2 separate regions of the Sus scrofa genome follow, and region 2 is linked to region 1. Evidence: chromatin contacts called from public HiChIP or PLAC-seq data. All regions are on one chromosome and are shown on one strand. The core of a region is the stretch at or near the end of the contact, and the rest is flanking DNA. Distances in the headings are between cores, read along the strand shown.

Evidence for each region. HiChIP or PLAC-seq counts read pairs in DNA pulled down with a chosen protein or histone mark.
Region 2: a contact with region 1 is called in an H3K27ac HiChIP or PLAC-seq map of skeletal muscle, with 3 times the contacts expected there. The contact joins the promoter of IRF9 here to the promoter of CARMIL3 in region 1. A contact is called at or near these places in 2 of 5 promoter capture datasets (fetal liver and liver), 7 of 47 Hi-C or Micro-C datasets (embryonic fibroblasts, heart right ventricle, mesenteric adipose tissue and 2 more) and 2 of 2 datasets of contacts at active chromatin or transcription factors (alveolar macrophages and skeletal muscle).

The regions. Positions count from the first base shown.
Region 1 is chr7:75,236,796-75,244,355 of Sscrofa11.1, reverse strand. It overlaps CARMIL3 (capping protein, Arp2/3 and myosin-I linker protein 3), which reads left to right and starts at 3,113. Exons shown (of 41, transcript XM_021099222.1): 1 at 3,113-3,298; 2 at 4,740-4,834; 3 at 5,127-5,177; 4 at 5,296-5,355; 5 at 5,441-5,556; 6 at 5,770-5,867; 7 at 6,111-6,181; 8 at 6,283-6,356; 9 at 6,589-6,664; 10 at 6,745-6,833; 11 at 7,294-7,388. The coding sequence starts at 3,259. DHRS4 (dehydrogenase/reductase (SDR family) member 4) reads left to right here. Exons shown (of 8, transcript NM_214019.2): 8 at 1,827-2,235. The coding sequence ends at 1,941. It overlaps LOC106504467 (a long non-coding RNA gene), which reads right to left and starts at 4,715. Exons shown (of 2, transcript XR_001297957.2): 1 at 3,490-4,715; 2 at 2,377-3,291.
Region 2 is chr7:75,136,540-75,144,099 of Sscrofa11.1, reverse strand. It overlaps IRF9 (interferon regulatory factor 9), which reads left to right and starts at 4,459. Exons shown (of 9, transcript NM_001078670.1): 1 at 4,459-4,537; 2 at 5,565-5,745; 3 at 6,072-6,255; 4 at 6,485-6,615; 5 at 6,718-6,799; 6 at 7,178-7,249. The coding sequence starts at 5,566.

The DNA of each region.
Region 1 (7,560 bases), core at 1,864-4,363:
GAACACTGCTTCACTACAGTGGCATGTGCAAGGAGTCTGCCACCACTGCAAAAACCAAACTCAGAGGTGTCCGAGTTTAGCAGAGCAGAACCCTGGGGGAGACCCTGACACTTCTCTCTCCACCTGGGGGTTTGCCTAACTCCCAGGCTTCCCTAACAATGAGAGGCCAAGCATGCTTTTTTAGTTCTCATTGAATAGAAAGAGTCATATTTGTCATATTTTTCTTTTTTTTTTTTTTTTTTTTTTGCTTTTTAGGGCCACACCCTCAGCATATGGAAGTTCCTAGGCTAGGGGTCCAATCAGAGCCTACACCACAGCCAGATCCAAGCCGCATCTCACGGCAACACCAGATCCCAACCCACCGAGCGAGGCCAGGGATCGAACCCACATCCTCATGGATCCTAGTCGGGTTTGTTTACCACTGAGCCACAAAGGGAATTCCAAGAGTCGTCATTTCCCAAGTTCAGACTGATGATCGTACAATCCACATAAAAGGAATTGAAGAGCTTTCCTACGTCCCCAAACTCCCAAACTCCCGTTGCCTAAGAAAACTAGCCTCTTCCCCAAAGGATTAGCTGAATTTTGGGCACCTTTCTCTGGCTCCCTGACTCTCTCCAGCTTCTGGCTTCTGAGAACTCTCTTGTCTTTAGCTCCTCTACCTTGTCCCCTCAAGGACACATACCAGCAATGCCTACTTGAGGAGGGAGACCCCCTCAAGTGCCCCCAAAGCCGTTCTGCTGTGAGGCAGGAGCTCCAAGGCCTGGTTCACAACTCATTATTGTCATGCTCCAGCCGCAGTGAATGATCTGGCCCCAGGCTCCTCAGTCTTGGATGCAAATTCAAATCAGCTGAGGTGCCTGTAAAAACACAAATACTCAAGCCCCACTCCCAGAGATTCTTTTTTTAACTGGCCTAAGGTAGGACCTAGGCATCTTTAAGGGGCAAGGGCAGGTGGAGAGGGAGAAGGTAAACCTCCCAGATGACTACATTGTGCAGTCAGAGTGGAAACCCACTAGTCCAGGCCTTTTAGGTTTGAGGTACCCATTCTACCCACCTCTAGAGCATTCTATGGTAGTTAGAGTGTTCCCTAACTATGTAATCACTGATACAAACACTGAGAATTAGCGCAATCTCTCAAAATGACTTTAAGTGACAGAAACAGGTTCCTGAAAAAGTTGTCTGTGAATTGAAGCTGTACAAATGGAGTCATTTTTAAACAAATCATTTACTGTCTCACAGACTCCTTGGCACTTGAATAGTATGCACACATGTGAAACAAATTCTTTGAAGAATGAAATAGCTGCTCATCGGTTTATCTATGTAACTTTAGATTTTGGTGTCCTGAGTTCAGTAAAAAACAGTGTCTCAGGGTTCCCACTGTGGCTCAGCAGTAATGAAACCAACCATGAGGATGCAGGTTTGATCCCTGGTCTCACTCAGTGGGTCAAGAATCTGGCATTGCCATGAGCTGTGGTGTAGGTCACAGCCACAGCTCGGATCCTGCATTGCTGTGGCTGTGGCATAGGCCAGCAGCTATAGCTCTGATTCGACCCCTAGCCAGGAGACCTTCCATATGCTGCAGGTGCAGCCCTAAAAAGCAAAAAATAAAAAAGAACAAAAAAACAAAGTGTCTCTATTTTACATGAATGTAATGTGTGGTGGCTTTTGCAAAGTACAGTGTTAATGCTTATAGTTACCTTTTCTTCATGGTAACCCTATTTGATGGACAGTACACTGGTCCTGAAAAATCATCTGATGCTTTTTGATTAAGCAGATTTCTTTCCCTGTTTGATTTTTACTCCCTTTCTGTTTCTTCTCCTCCCCAGGTTAGGCAATCCAGAGGACTGTGCGGGCATCGTGTCTTTCCTATGCTCTGAAGATGCCAGCTACATCACTGGGGAGACAGTGGTAGTGGGTGGAGGGACCGCATCCCGCCTCTGAGGACCTGGAGAGCATCCACCAGGGCAGAGATTGGGCTCCAGCTCCTGTTCCAGCATTCATCAACTGGTTTCCCACCTCTGCCTAGCATTCTGCTCACAATACACCATAACCCCTACCCACCCCCCCCAAATCAGTTCTGCCCTGTGAAAAGAGCCAGCGTCCTTGTCCTCTGCTGTCAAGCTGTGGTCTAATGAGGATTTTCCCTGTTGCTGTAGCCTTCAATAAAGACCTCCCCTGAGAGCACAAGGTAGACCTGCTCAGAGGGCTGAGTCTACCTTAGCAAAGATCAACTAATTTTTTTTTTTTTTTTTTTTTTTTCTGGGCATCAGGGTAATTTGAGGGATATGGGAGAAGGAAACCTGGATTGGAGGGAACAGGGTTAGAAATCAACGACGTGCAAATCTAGTGCAAAGAAAATGCAAATGATCACAGTGGTTTGAATCAATGTTCATTTTTCAGCGTAGGGTGCATAGGTGTGTTAGCCAAGCAGAGAGCCTAAATTTGAGTGGACGGGATGCCCTTAAGGTTCTCCTGGATCCCAAGTCTGCATCCCCTTAGCCTTCCTCCCTGTCTCCAGGACCTGAGCGTAAGGCTCCGGGATGGGGATGGAGGTGTTTGCAGAGCTGCCAGCAGGGAGGAGGTGGCGCGGGAATTCCCAGGTGCTACTCTCGGCCGCACACCCGCGGGGACGGTGCCAAGGACGCCGCAGGGATCCCCAAGGCTGGGCAAGCGGGAAAAGAAGGATAAACTGCTCTAGATCCGGCCAGGTCCTCTCCCAACATTGCCCTCAGCCGCGAGTTCCTTCCTTCGCGGTTCAGCAAGGACAACCTGGACGGGTCCCGAGCAAGAAATGAAAAGGGAGGAGCCTTGCAAGAATGACCCGGCAAGGGGTACACAGAGCTACAAACAAAAGAAATGGGTTCTGCTCACAGTGCCCGAGGAGTGGGGTGACACGAAAAGTGGGGACCCTGCCCCCCGCCTGGGAGATGACCCGGGCTCCAGGAGACAAGCACAGGGCGTCGCACGCGGGGGCCGGCGGGAGGGGTGGGCGCGAGCGCGCGCGGGGTCTCACGCGGCTCCGAGGCGCGGCGCGCATGCTCAGTCTGGCACCTCTCCGGGAGGGGCGGGAGACCCGGCGCTCCGAGGCGGGGGGAGGAGCGCTCGCGCAGCCGCCCCTGACAGGAGCGGGCTCCGCGGCTGCTGCAGCGCTCAGCGCCGGGGCCCTGCCGGAGCCGGGTCTAGCATGTGCCGCGGCTCCCCGGCGGCGGCAGCGGCGGCAGCGGCTCCTCTGCAGCAACACCGGCAGCAACGGCCGCCATGGCCAAGTCCAGCGCGGAGCTCACCCGCGAGCTGCAAGGTACGAGGCTGCGGTGGTCTCCGGGACGCCCCGTCCGGGAGCCTCCCAGACCCAGTGCGTTCCTCTCCGCGGTACACCCCGGTGCCTCCCGCCCCTCATGCATCCCCATTCCAAGGCACCCCCCTGCCCCTGCATCCCAGCTCGGGGTATCGCTGTCCCCAGAGCATCCTCCGCTGGCCCCCTCTTCTCACCCTGTCAGGACCTTCCTGTCCCAGAGCCTCCCGTCCCGATCTTCAGTGACAGATGCAGTCCCTTTACGCTCCCTGGGGCTGACTCTCAGCAATCCTGGCCCAACCCTCGGCGAAGCATCCAGTCTCTCCTCCAGAGAGTCCCCGTTTCCCCGCCGGGCGGGGCCAGGCCCGCCCCGCCGGGTGATGGGAGCTGCCCCAGGTCCTGACCGCCTCTGGGCTCAACACCCTTCCTCCTCTGGGCCCCGCCCCGGAACTGGCTCCGGAGAGCCCCATGGCAGCCCGTCTCTGCACCCCGGCCAGTGGGGCAAAGAAGGGAGTCAGGAAAGAGGGCCCGAATTGGAGCAAAAACCAAGAGGAGGGTCTCTGCAGCTCTCCTACCACGGCCCCGGTCCCAGCCTGCCCTCTTCTCTCTACCCCCCTCACCCAACACCTCAAGGCCTCTCCTGCCTTGCAGCAGTTCTTAGACTTGGTCCAAACCAAGGGCCGATCCCCTAGCTCTGCCACAACCCTGACCCCCAGAGGCGGGAGCACAGGCTAGCCCACGCAGAGACCAGGACGCTCAAGGATACTCAGAGGCATGCTCTGCACCGTTTCAATTTCCCACACCTCCACACACACACAAGCACAATCTTGAGATGTGTGTACACACATCTTTGCAGAAACAGCACACACACACACATGCACATACATACTGGGATATCTGGATGGTTTCGCCAGCAGATGGGTTTGGGACTCATTTAAACACTCCTTCCTACCTCCCTACCCCCTACTCAGAACTGGCTGGCTCTATGCCCCTTTCACAACTGCAAGCACAGCATACTCATTCACACTTAGCCATGCCCACCAATACCACACACGGGCTCCCTGGCATCTTCTTTACATGCATAGTAAAAGGCAGACACTCACACCCAGACCACCTAAAATATAGTCAAAGGGACACCCCCACACTCCCCACACTGACTCACTGTGGATGTGTCCACAGCTGCTGGACTACACGGGTCAGAAAAATCCTTCACATTCTCTCACAGTGTCACTCAGCTACTGTCCCCCCTCGGTTTTCTCCACACCCTCCAGCCTCTCTAATAAAAAAGAAAAGTCACCCAAGAAGGAAAGGTCTCAGTCCCGGTCCTTCTTTGCCTCTCTCTGATTCTCTCCCCTCCCCTCCCACCTGACCCCTGGAGCGCCTTGGGTAAGTGGGGGTTGCCAGGGTAAGGAGAGCTCTGAGCAGCCCACCTCACCCCCGCCTGCAGACAGCATCCGAAGATGCCTGAGCCAAGGGGCTGTGCTCCAACAACACCGTGTGAAGCTGGAGACGAAGCCCAAGAAGTTCGAGGACCGAGTGCTGGTGAGGGCACTGGGCTGGGGGAGGGGAGGTGGTATCAAGGGCACCCGGGCTGAGAAGGGCAAGGAGGCTGGGCGGCAGAGGAGACAGAGGTGGAAGAGAGCTGAAAAGACCTAGCGTGGGGCATGGGGAGGCTGGACTCCGTGGATGTCCAGGAGCCTAGGGTGGGGCATGATGGGGAGGAGCTTCCAGAGCAGAGGGTCACTGCCAACAGGGGTGCACATGGGCTGAAGGGGGCAGTGTGACTAGGGCCCAGGAAGCTCCTATGAGCTGCTGATGTTTCCTCTCTCTGAAGGCCCTGACCTCCTGGCGCCTCCACATCTTCCCCCTTAAAGTCCCAGCCAAGGTGAGTTGGGCTGACGAGCAGGAGAGCAGCTGGCATGCACCTCTCCCCTCCCCCCACCCCGAGCCTGGCAGCCAGGCTCTGACCATCAGCGGGGCATTCCCGTGCCCCCTCCCCACAGGTGGAAAGCTCCTTCAATGTCCTGGAGATCCGCGCCTTCAACACGCTCAGTCAGAACCAGGCGAGCATCAGGGCTTGGGCCTCACCCTTGGGCTGGCAGGAGGAGGGAGCCTGCATCTGAGGCCCCACTGCTTCCTCTCCCCTAGATCCTAGTGGAGACGGAGCGTGGAATGGTGAGCCTGCGGCTGCCATCAGCTGAGAGCGTGGACCAGGTGACCCGACATGTGAGCTCTGCCCTCTCCAAGGTCTGCCCTGGCCCTGGGTGAGTGGCAAAGGAGGAGTCTCTCGAGGTGTTCGACAGTGTGGAGACCTCCCTTCCTGCCTCCCTCCTTCCCCTGCACCTGGGCCCCTGGGACACCAAGGAGAAGAGCTCTCATGTCCCCGCTCCTGCTTTTCCTGGGGATCCAGAAGCTATAACAGAGAAAGAATTGAGAGGCTCTTTCCCCCTCTTGGGATGGATTTGTTCGTTTTCCAGGAGTCTAATCCGGCGTGGAAATGCGGACACCCCAGAAGGGCCCCGAGACACATCCCCCAACTCTGAGACTTCCACATCCACCACGCACAGTGTCTGTGGTGAGCAGGGCAGACGTGAGGAAAGTGGGGCCCACACCCTGCCCACCCTGCCCCCCGCTCTGAGTCCTCTGGGTGTAGGGCTCTGCCTCCCCTGAGACTCCACATTCCCGGACCTCAGAGGTTCACAATGTAGCAGGACCCCAGGACACGGGTACATACAATGACCTTGACCTTTCCTTAAACTTCAAGTCTGTTCCCCACCCCCTTACCCCTCAAGGAGCCAGCCCATCTCCTGCCCCACAGGTGGCTTCTCCGAGACCTACGCTGCCCTGTGTGACTACAACGGGCTGCACTGCCGTGAGGAGGTGCAATGGGTGCGTTGGGCAGGGACCTGGCAGGTGGGCAGGCGGGACCCAGAGGCAGGGGGCTGAGGAGGAGGAGGGGAGCAGGTGTGAGCCCGTTCCACCTCTCCAAGGACGTGGACACCATCTATCATGCCGAGGATAACCGGGAGTTCAATCTTTTGGATTTCAGCCACTTGGAGAGCCGGTAAGCAGATGGAGGTTACTCAACCCTCCCATTCCAACCCCTGTCCAGCCCCAGCCCTTTTAGGTTCTCTCTTCCATTCCCACCCACAACCTCAGCTCTGTCTCCCAGCCCGCACCCCCACTGCCTTCTACTCCTCTAGGCTTTCCCCAGGCCAGCCATCCCTTCCTTAGTCTTTTCTTTCTGCCCCAGCCACCTGTTCACCACTTTCCCGCCCCTTTCAATCTCCCCATAGAGACTTGGCCCTAATGGTGGCAGCCCTGGCCTACAACCAATGGTTCACCAAACTCTACTGCAAGGACCTGCGGCTGGTAGAGTCTAGGAGGGGCAGGGTGGGGAGGGGAGAGCCATGCCCTCTCTGGCTCCTGATCACATGACCCACTCTCCTCAGGGCTCTGAAGTGCTCGAACAGGTGCTACACACCCTCAGCAAGTCGGGGAGCCTGGAAGAGCTGGTGCTGGACAACGCTGGGCTTAAGACGTGAGGCCAGCCTCCTCTTTGGGCAGTGGTGGCCCCTTGATGTATTCTTAGGGTCCCGGAACCTCAGTGCATGCTATGGGCCTCTGAACTATCTCACCCGGCTCCTCGCTTTACAGAAGAGGAGACTGAGGCCCCAAGAGGGCTCCAGGCAAGGCACACCTAAGCCTCCTGCCCCCCCAACTCCATGGCTTTCCCCAGTATCTCCATATGCCCTGCCCCTTTTCCGCCATCAACCACTGAGCAGAGTGCGCTGCTCTGGTCTGGAGGACCCAAAGCTAGGCTTTGTCTCTGCACAACTTCCTAGGTACTCCAGAGTGGTGACAAACTCCCTGGCAGGCCCCAAGCTGCTCCCCGCCGGTGGGGGCCTCTAAGCATTGCAGCCCCAGCCAGGCAGGCAGGTGGAGGAGGAGGGGAAGCCCGGGGCCTGGGACAAACACATCCTTCCTCCCCTCCCCTGAAGGGACTTTGTCCAGAAGCTGGCCGGGGTGTTTGGGGAGAACGGGAGCTGTGTGCTGCATGCCCTCACTCTGTCCCACAACCCCATCGAGGACAAGGGTGAGCCCCAGCCCTGAATCCTACCCCCACCACAATGCAGACCCCTTGTCCCAACCCAGAGTCCAACCCGGCTCTCCGACCTGATGCCAGCCCCTGTCCCAATTCTGCCATTCTTGACCCAGGCCAGCATCCGCTCAAGCCCCCAGTCTGACTCTGCACCACCTGCCCCTAA
Region 2 (7,560 bases), core at 3,210-5,709, 100 kb after region 1:
GCTCTAAAAAGGAAAAAAAAAAAGTTTAATGTTTGATACCAGAAAGTTGTATCTATTTTATGAAACACAATAATTAACTGAACACTTGCAACCCTACCACCAAATCTCCAAGTTAGAACTCTCCCAGTGCTGTTGAAGTTGCCTGATTTACATGTTCAAAGGCACCCTGGCCACAAGGGGGAGGCTGAACCATAGGGGAGCAGGACTGGAGCAGAGAGACTAGTAATCGAGGCAAGTAACTGAGGTGAGACCTGACCTGGCTCAGAGTAAGGTGGTCATAGTCCGAATGAAGAAAAGAGGACAGGGCTGAGCTAGGCTTGGGTGGCAACCAGACTTAATAGTGAATGGGTGGGGAGTTGAGATGAGAGCCAGGGCTGGTCCCTTGGTTTGGGATTTGAGCAAATGGTGGAAGGCAGTGCCATGAACTAAGCCAGGGAGCACTGGATCTGAGTGGAGGGACCAGCAAGACGGGCCTGGGATGGCGCTTTTATGGGAAGCATCCTTCCTTCCGGCAGTGGGAGGAGCAGCACCGAGGCCGGAACTGTGAAGATTTCCAGAACTGGAAACGCACCAATGACCCGGAGTACCAGGCCCAGGGCTTGGCGATGTACCTTCAGGAAAATGGCATAGGTGAGGCTGCCTGTTTGCCCGGTAAATCTCTCCTTGCCAGCAGCTCTCTTCCTGAGGGCCTGAAGTACAGTGGCAGTCCCAGCCCTGACCCGCTGTCCCTTGCAGACTGCCCCAAGTGCAAGTTCTCGTACGCACTGGCCCGAGGAGGCTGCATGCACTTTCACTGCACCCAGTGCCGCCACCAGTTCTGCAGTGGCTGCTACAATGCCTTTTATGCCAAGAATGTAAGCCCAGAGGATGGGGACGGAAGGGACAGCAGGATGGGGGCAGAGGCTGTTGAGGAAGAGCCCGGGGGAGGGGGAGAATGGTGGGGGTAAAGCACCTTTCTCTGTCCTCTCTCCCCTTCTGCTTGCTCCAGACCCTCCAATGTCTCCATCTCCCCTGGCCCCCACACCCCTCACGCAGGGGTTCCTGAGAGACCAGGCCCCCAACAGTCTCCAACTGCCCCTCTCCCATCTGGGTTTCTGCCAGAAATGTCCAGACCCTAACTGCAGGGTGAAGAAGTCCCTGCATGGCCACCACCCTCGAGACTGCCTCTTCTACCTGCGGGACTGGACTGCTCGCCGGCTCCAGAAGCTGCTGCAGGTCAGGGGTGGCCAGCCTGGCTGGGCTGGCCAGTTGCCTGGGGAAGGAGGCAGGGTGCAGGGTGGCAAGAAGGGAAAGATGAGATGCCCAGAAATCCAGCCAGCTGGCATCACAGGAACCTGACGCCCGCCCTTCTGCCCTCCTCAGGACAATAACGTCATGTTCAACACAGAACCCCCAGTAGGGGCCCGGGCAGTGCCTGGAGGTGAGTGTTAGGACAGGCCTCGGAGAGGACAAGAGGAGGGGCTGGACTCCTGCTGTGTGACAGGTGAAGGGGAGGCTTGGGGCAGCTTGGACCAAGGCCTAGAGCCTGTCCTGGGCTTGCTTGTTGTGCTCTCTGGCCATTCAGCCTCCTCAGCTTCCCCCCCTAGGTCAGGGATCAGATCTGAGCCGTAGTTGTGACCTAAGCCACAGCTATGGCGACACCAGATCCTTAACCCACTGTGCCTGCCCGGGGATCAAACCTCCATCCCAGTGCTCCCAAGATGCTGCCGATCCCATTGCACCACAGTGGGAACTCCTGTTTTGTTTTAATTTTTTTTTTTTTTGGACTTTTTTTTTTTTTTTCAAGGCAGCACCCCCTGCATATGGAGTTTCCCAGGTGAGGGGTCCAATCAGAACTGTAGCTGCCAGCCTATGCCAGAGCCACAGCAACTTGGGATCCGAGCTGCATTTTTGACCTACACCACAGCTCATGGCAACACCAGATCCTTAATCCACTGAGCGAGGCAAGGCATTGAACTCATATCCTCAAGGATGCTAATCCGGTTTGCGAACCACTGAGCCACGATGGGAACTCCTTTAATTTTTTTGTTTCTTTGTTTTTTGTCTTCCGAGGGCCGCACCCACAGCATATGGAGGTTCCCAGGCTAGGGGTCGAATCAGAGCTACAGCTGCGAGCCTAAACCATAGCCACAGCAACGCCAGATCCAAGCCGTGTCTGCGACCTTCACCACATTTCACAGCAATGCCAGATCCTTAACCCACTCAGCGAGGCCAGGGATCGAACCTGCAACCTCAGGGTTTCTAGTCAGATTTGTTTCCGCTGTGCCACAACAAGAACTCCTAATTTATTTTTTGACTGCACCCTCAGCATGCGAAAGTTCCTGGGCCAGGAATCAAACTGAGCCATGGCAGTGACAATGCCAGATTCTTACCCACTAGACCACTAGGGAACTCCCTTAGATAAGGCCATATTATAGTGCCCAGCACCTTGACGCAAATTTTATTCTCCCATTCCCAAAAGATAACGATTCATTAGGTAACTCAATGACTATTTAATGAAACTTGCTAGTTGTACTGTTTTAGGTTCCAAGAGGGCAAAAGAAAAATGTTCTGATTCTAATCTCCACTTCTTACCATCTCATAGACTAAGACCTTCAGAGAATAAGTTAACCTTGCAGAGGCTAAATCACAACCAGAAGAGCTGCCTCAAGCAAGTATATGATTACAGACCAAAAATCAGCTTGGATAAAAGCAAGAACAGCAGGGTCCCTGCCTCTACATCAGAAGTGGTTTGGGACTTCCCTTTGTGGCTCAGCGGTTAATGAACCTAACTAGGATCCATGAGGATTCGGGTTCAATCCCTGGCCCTGCTCAGTGGGCTAAGGATCCGGCATTGTCCTGAGCTGTGGTGTAGATCACAGATGTGGCTCAGATCCCAAGTGGCTGTGGCTGTGGCATAGGCCAGCAGCTGCAGCTCTGATTTGACTCCTAGCCTGGGAACCTCCATATGCAGCAGATGCAGCCCTAAAAAGCATAAAAAAAAAAAAAAAAAAAAAAAAAAAAAGGTGGTCTGCATGATGGCATCTCTGTGTTCCCTCCCTGGAGGCTGCCTCCCATGCCTCTGTCATATCCCAGCTCTCTTGGGGCTTTGTGGTCCATGGCCTTCCTCCCCCTGACAGAGTCCCTTCCTTCCCTTACCCCTAGGTGGCTGCCGAGTGATGGAGCAGAAGGAGGTGCCCAATGGCTTCCGGGACGAAGCCTGTGGCAAGGAGACTCCTGCTGGCTATGCTGGCCTCTGCCAGTGAGTGGCAGGCAGGGCATGAAGCATGGCAGTGGGGGGGAGACAGAGGGACTGGGTCTCTGGGATCAGTAGGTCCTGCAAGGAGTGGGAGATGGGGCCCTTCCAGGCAAGAGGCAAAGAGAGGTAGTAGCAGGCAGTGGGCGCAGGTTGGCAAGCGCCTACCGAGCCACGGGTGAGGGGTGTCGGTCTTGTTCATCCGAGGATCAGCCAAACAGAAGAACAAATATTTCGCTCTATCATCTCCCCAGGGCACACTACAAAGAATATCTTGTGAGCCTCATCAATGCCCACTCTCTGGACCCAGCCACCCTGTATGAGGTGGAGGAGCTGGAGACAGCTGCCGAGCGCTACCTGCACATGCACCCCCAGCCGCTGCCTGGGGAGGATCCCCCAACCTATCACGCACGCTTATTGCAGGTAAAGCCTTCCCCCGGCCTGGCCCCTGAGCCCACTCCCTAGAAATCCCCTGTCCTGCCTGTGTCTGAGCCCTGTGCTTCGTTTCATCATCTTCTCTCTCCTTCTGCAGAAGCTGATAGAAGAGGTGCCCTTGGGACAGAGTATCCCCCGCAGGAGGAAGTAGCTGAGGGCGAGGGTCCCTTGGTCCGACTTCCTCAGGAGCAGCTCCAGCACTAATAAAGAGGCATTTCCTTGCCCAGGCTTCTTGGTGGTCCTTCTTCCTGACCCCACCATCTGGGGGCACCAGGGAAGGGGGGGTGGTGAACAGAGCTTTGCCAAAAGGGCTCCCTCAGCCCGCTGACCAGCCCACTCTGGACTCAGGCCAAGAAGGAACTGGCCTCGCGGCTGGCCAGGGGAGGCCCTCCGCATCCAGCCCCCTGGCCTGAGCTTCTCTTTCCCTGCCTCCTTGCTTTCACCAAATCCAGCTGATGTGTGGGCTCACCTAGTAGGTAGCAAGCAGGCACTGTAGGGGAAGGCAGATGCCCAAGTAGTACAGAGCTAACCAGCGGCCCCAGGCCAGACTCCAGGATACTGCAGCCTCCCTGGGGAAGCAGCTGTGTCACAGAGATGGTGGGATCCGAGCAAGAAGTGTCCTGAGGGAGGAAAGGGAATGAGGCCCAGCGGGCCAACCATAAGCATCTCAGCTGCTGCTTCCCCCTAGTGGCAACCAGTTGCCCTGCAACTCGGAGACCACGTGATTTCGGGGAAACGGACCTCCCTGAAGGAGAACTGAAACTTAGGGTGGGGACTGTAGAAAGGGGCGGAGAAATCCAGAAGCTGCCTAGCCGGGAGCTGAGCTGTGGTCGGCTGAGCCCTGGGACAGCCTGCACAGCAGCTCAGGTAAGATTAACCAAAAACGGCTGTCAGCCTGGGTCAAGGTCGGGGAAGCCCTGCGGGAGGTGGTGGGTGGGGGCTCCTAGGGACCCCCCTGCTAGACAGAGGAATACCAGAAGGCTTGTGAACCAGGGAGCTGGAAGTTTGGCTTGAGTGAAAGACTGGTCAGGGGCCGGTGTCCCACACCTTATCTGTTGGCAAAGGACAGGAGGACCTACTACCGGGTTCTTGAGGGAAGAAGGCATTGCCCCATCCCCGATTGTTTTGCTGCCTTCTGGCCCTGCCCACTTCCGCCCCAGCTCTGCCCCCTCTCTCTGCCCCACCTACCCCTGGGACAAGCAGGGGGGAGGGTTAGGGGGCATCAAAGGATAAGTTGTGGGGATGGTGGGTGAAGAGGGTTGATGAGGCATCTCAAGCAGCTGCTGTATCTGCAAATGCTTGGGGGTGTCAAGCTCTCTCACTGGGAGCAGGACACCAGGGCATTTTCCTTCCAAACAATAGATTCCTAAAAAGTCTTAAGACCAATTCCTGTTGCCTTCCAGATGCTACATCTTGGTAGTTTGCCTGTTTGTTTGTCTTTTTGCCTTTTCTAAGGCCGTTTCCGAGGCTCATGGAGGTTCCCAGGCTAGGGGTCTAATCAGAGCTGTATCCACCGGCCACAGCCAGAGCCACAGCAGCGTGGGATCCGAGCTGCGTCTGCGACCTACACCACAGCTCACGGCAACGCTGGATCCTTAACTCACTGAGCAAGGCCAGGGATCGAACCTGCAACCTCATGGTTCCTAGTCGGATTTGTTAACCACTGCGCCACAACAGGAACTCCAGATGCTACATCTTGGGATGTTAAAGTATTTCCGGTGATTGCTAGTGATGACAGAAACAAAACAATTCAGCCTCAGAATTCTGAGATATGTCCAGAGACAAAAGACAGAGGGGGTCTCTGGCAGCCCTTTGCCAGAATCCAGTCCCTCTGGCGAGGATCTCACTCTTCCCAAAATGTCCAGTGACAGCTTCCCACTGATCTTATCCCCAGGATGGCTTCAGGCAGGGCTCGCTGCACCCGAAAGCTCCGGAACTGGGTGGTGGAGCAAGTGGAGAGCGGGCAGTTCCCAGGAGTGTGCTGGGACGACGACGCCAAGACCATGTTCCGGATTCCCTGGAAGCATGCGGGCAAGCAGGATTTCCGGGAGGATCAGGATGCAGCCTTCTTCAAGGTGAAGGGCCTGGAAACCGGCCCCTCAGAGGGAGGGACGGAGTATATACACTGGCGCTCTCCCCCTCGAGGCGTTGTGTCCGCCTGGGTTTCAGATAAAGGGGAGATGAAGCGTAGGATCGGCTACGTAATTATCAGAGGCCAGTGCAAAATGAAAATGCAAAACTCAGCCAGCGTCTCAAGACAGCAACAACGGAGCATAAGCCTAGTACGGGCCGTTGTGTGCGCGCGCTCTCAGGCCACACGTCCATCCATGAAGCCAGCCTGGTAGAGGGTCAGCAGGGGTCTGTAACAGGCTGCCTTCTCTTTACTTCTGCTGTTTCCTAGGCCTGGGCGATATTTAAGGGAAAGTACAAGGAAGGGGACTCCGAAGGCCCTGCCATCTGGAAGACTCGTCTGCGCTGTGCCCTCAACAAGAGTACTGAGTTTGAGGAGGTTCCTGAGAATGGCCACAGGGATGGGGCCGAGCCCTACAAGGTGTACCGGCTGCTGCCACCAGGCACCCTCCCCGGTGGGTGGCCCCGGCCCCGCCATGCCTAGGATCGGCAGATGGGGGGAGCAGAGATGAAGCTCTGCGCCTCCTGGGACGGGGGAGCGCCGGGTCAGAGTTCTGCCCTGTCCCTGGGGAGCTGTAACTCAGGCACTTGCCCCTTCCTGCCCATCCTTTCACTGCCTTCTGTCTCCCCTCCCCTCTGCCCACTTAAGGTTCTGACCTTTCTCTCCCCATCAATGTTCTACAGCTCAGCCAGGAAGCCAGAAATTACCATCAAAGCGACGCCACAGTTCTGTGACCTGTGAGAAGGAGGAGGACGAGGTTACCACAAAGAACTGCACACTCAGCCCCTCCATCCTCCAGGACCCCTTCAAAAATGTGAGAGTTCAGGAGGGAACTGGGGGTGGGGACACTAAGGGTAGGACAGTAACTAGGGGAGAGGTGCACCAGTGATAGAAACTGTACCGACTGTATCTACAGGAGTTGGCAGAGACCAATGGGGGAGCAGGCCATTCAGACTTGGGGAGCAGCAGCAGCAGCAACAGCCCTGAGTCTCCGGAAGGTACCACCTGCCCTGCCTCTTTTGTCATCCTCCATGCCACATCCCCTGGACCTTGGACTCGACTCCTCCAGTCCGCTCAGTTTGTTTGCTTTTTTTTTTTTAAGAGCCACACCCGCAGCATATGGAGGTTCCCAGACTAGGGGTCAAATCGGAGCGGTAGCCACTGGCCTGCACTACAGGCACAGCAACACAGGATCCAGGCCGCATCTACAACCTTCACCACCACTCACGGCAACACCGGATCTTTAACCCACTGAGTGAGGCCAGGGATCGAACCCAAATCCTCACGGATACTAGCCGGATTTGCTTCCACTGCGCCACAACAGGAACTCCCTCCCACTCCGCTCTGAATCACCAGTGCCTCTTCTTCCCTTCTAGGTAGGGTTACCACTGAGGCCCCTTTCCAAGGAGATCAAGTGTCCCTGGAGCATCTACTCCCTCCAAATTCAGGTACTTGGTATTTCTGACTCGCCCCTGCTCTCTGTCCCCTGACGTCCTCTTCCTGTGGCCGTGCGCGCATTGTCTAATCTGTCGGGGCTTGCGGCACTGGTGTCTCAGCCCTGCCCCTGACCAGACTCCAGACAACTAATTTCTCAAAAATTATGCACTCTGTTTCCTGGAATCTACTTTGAGATTCTGTGGACTAAGTAGAGACCCAATTTTTGGGACCTTCTTATAAACTCTTAAGAGCCTGGGCATTCAGCCCCGAGGCCTCAGTGGGAATCTGTGGATTAGTTATTCTCCTGAGTGACAGGAAAGTC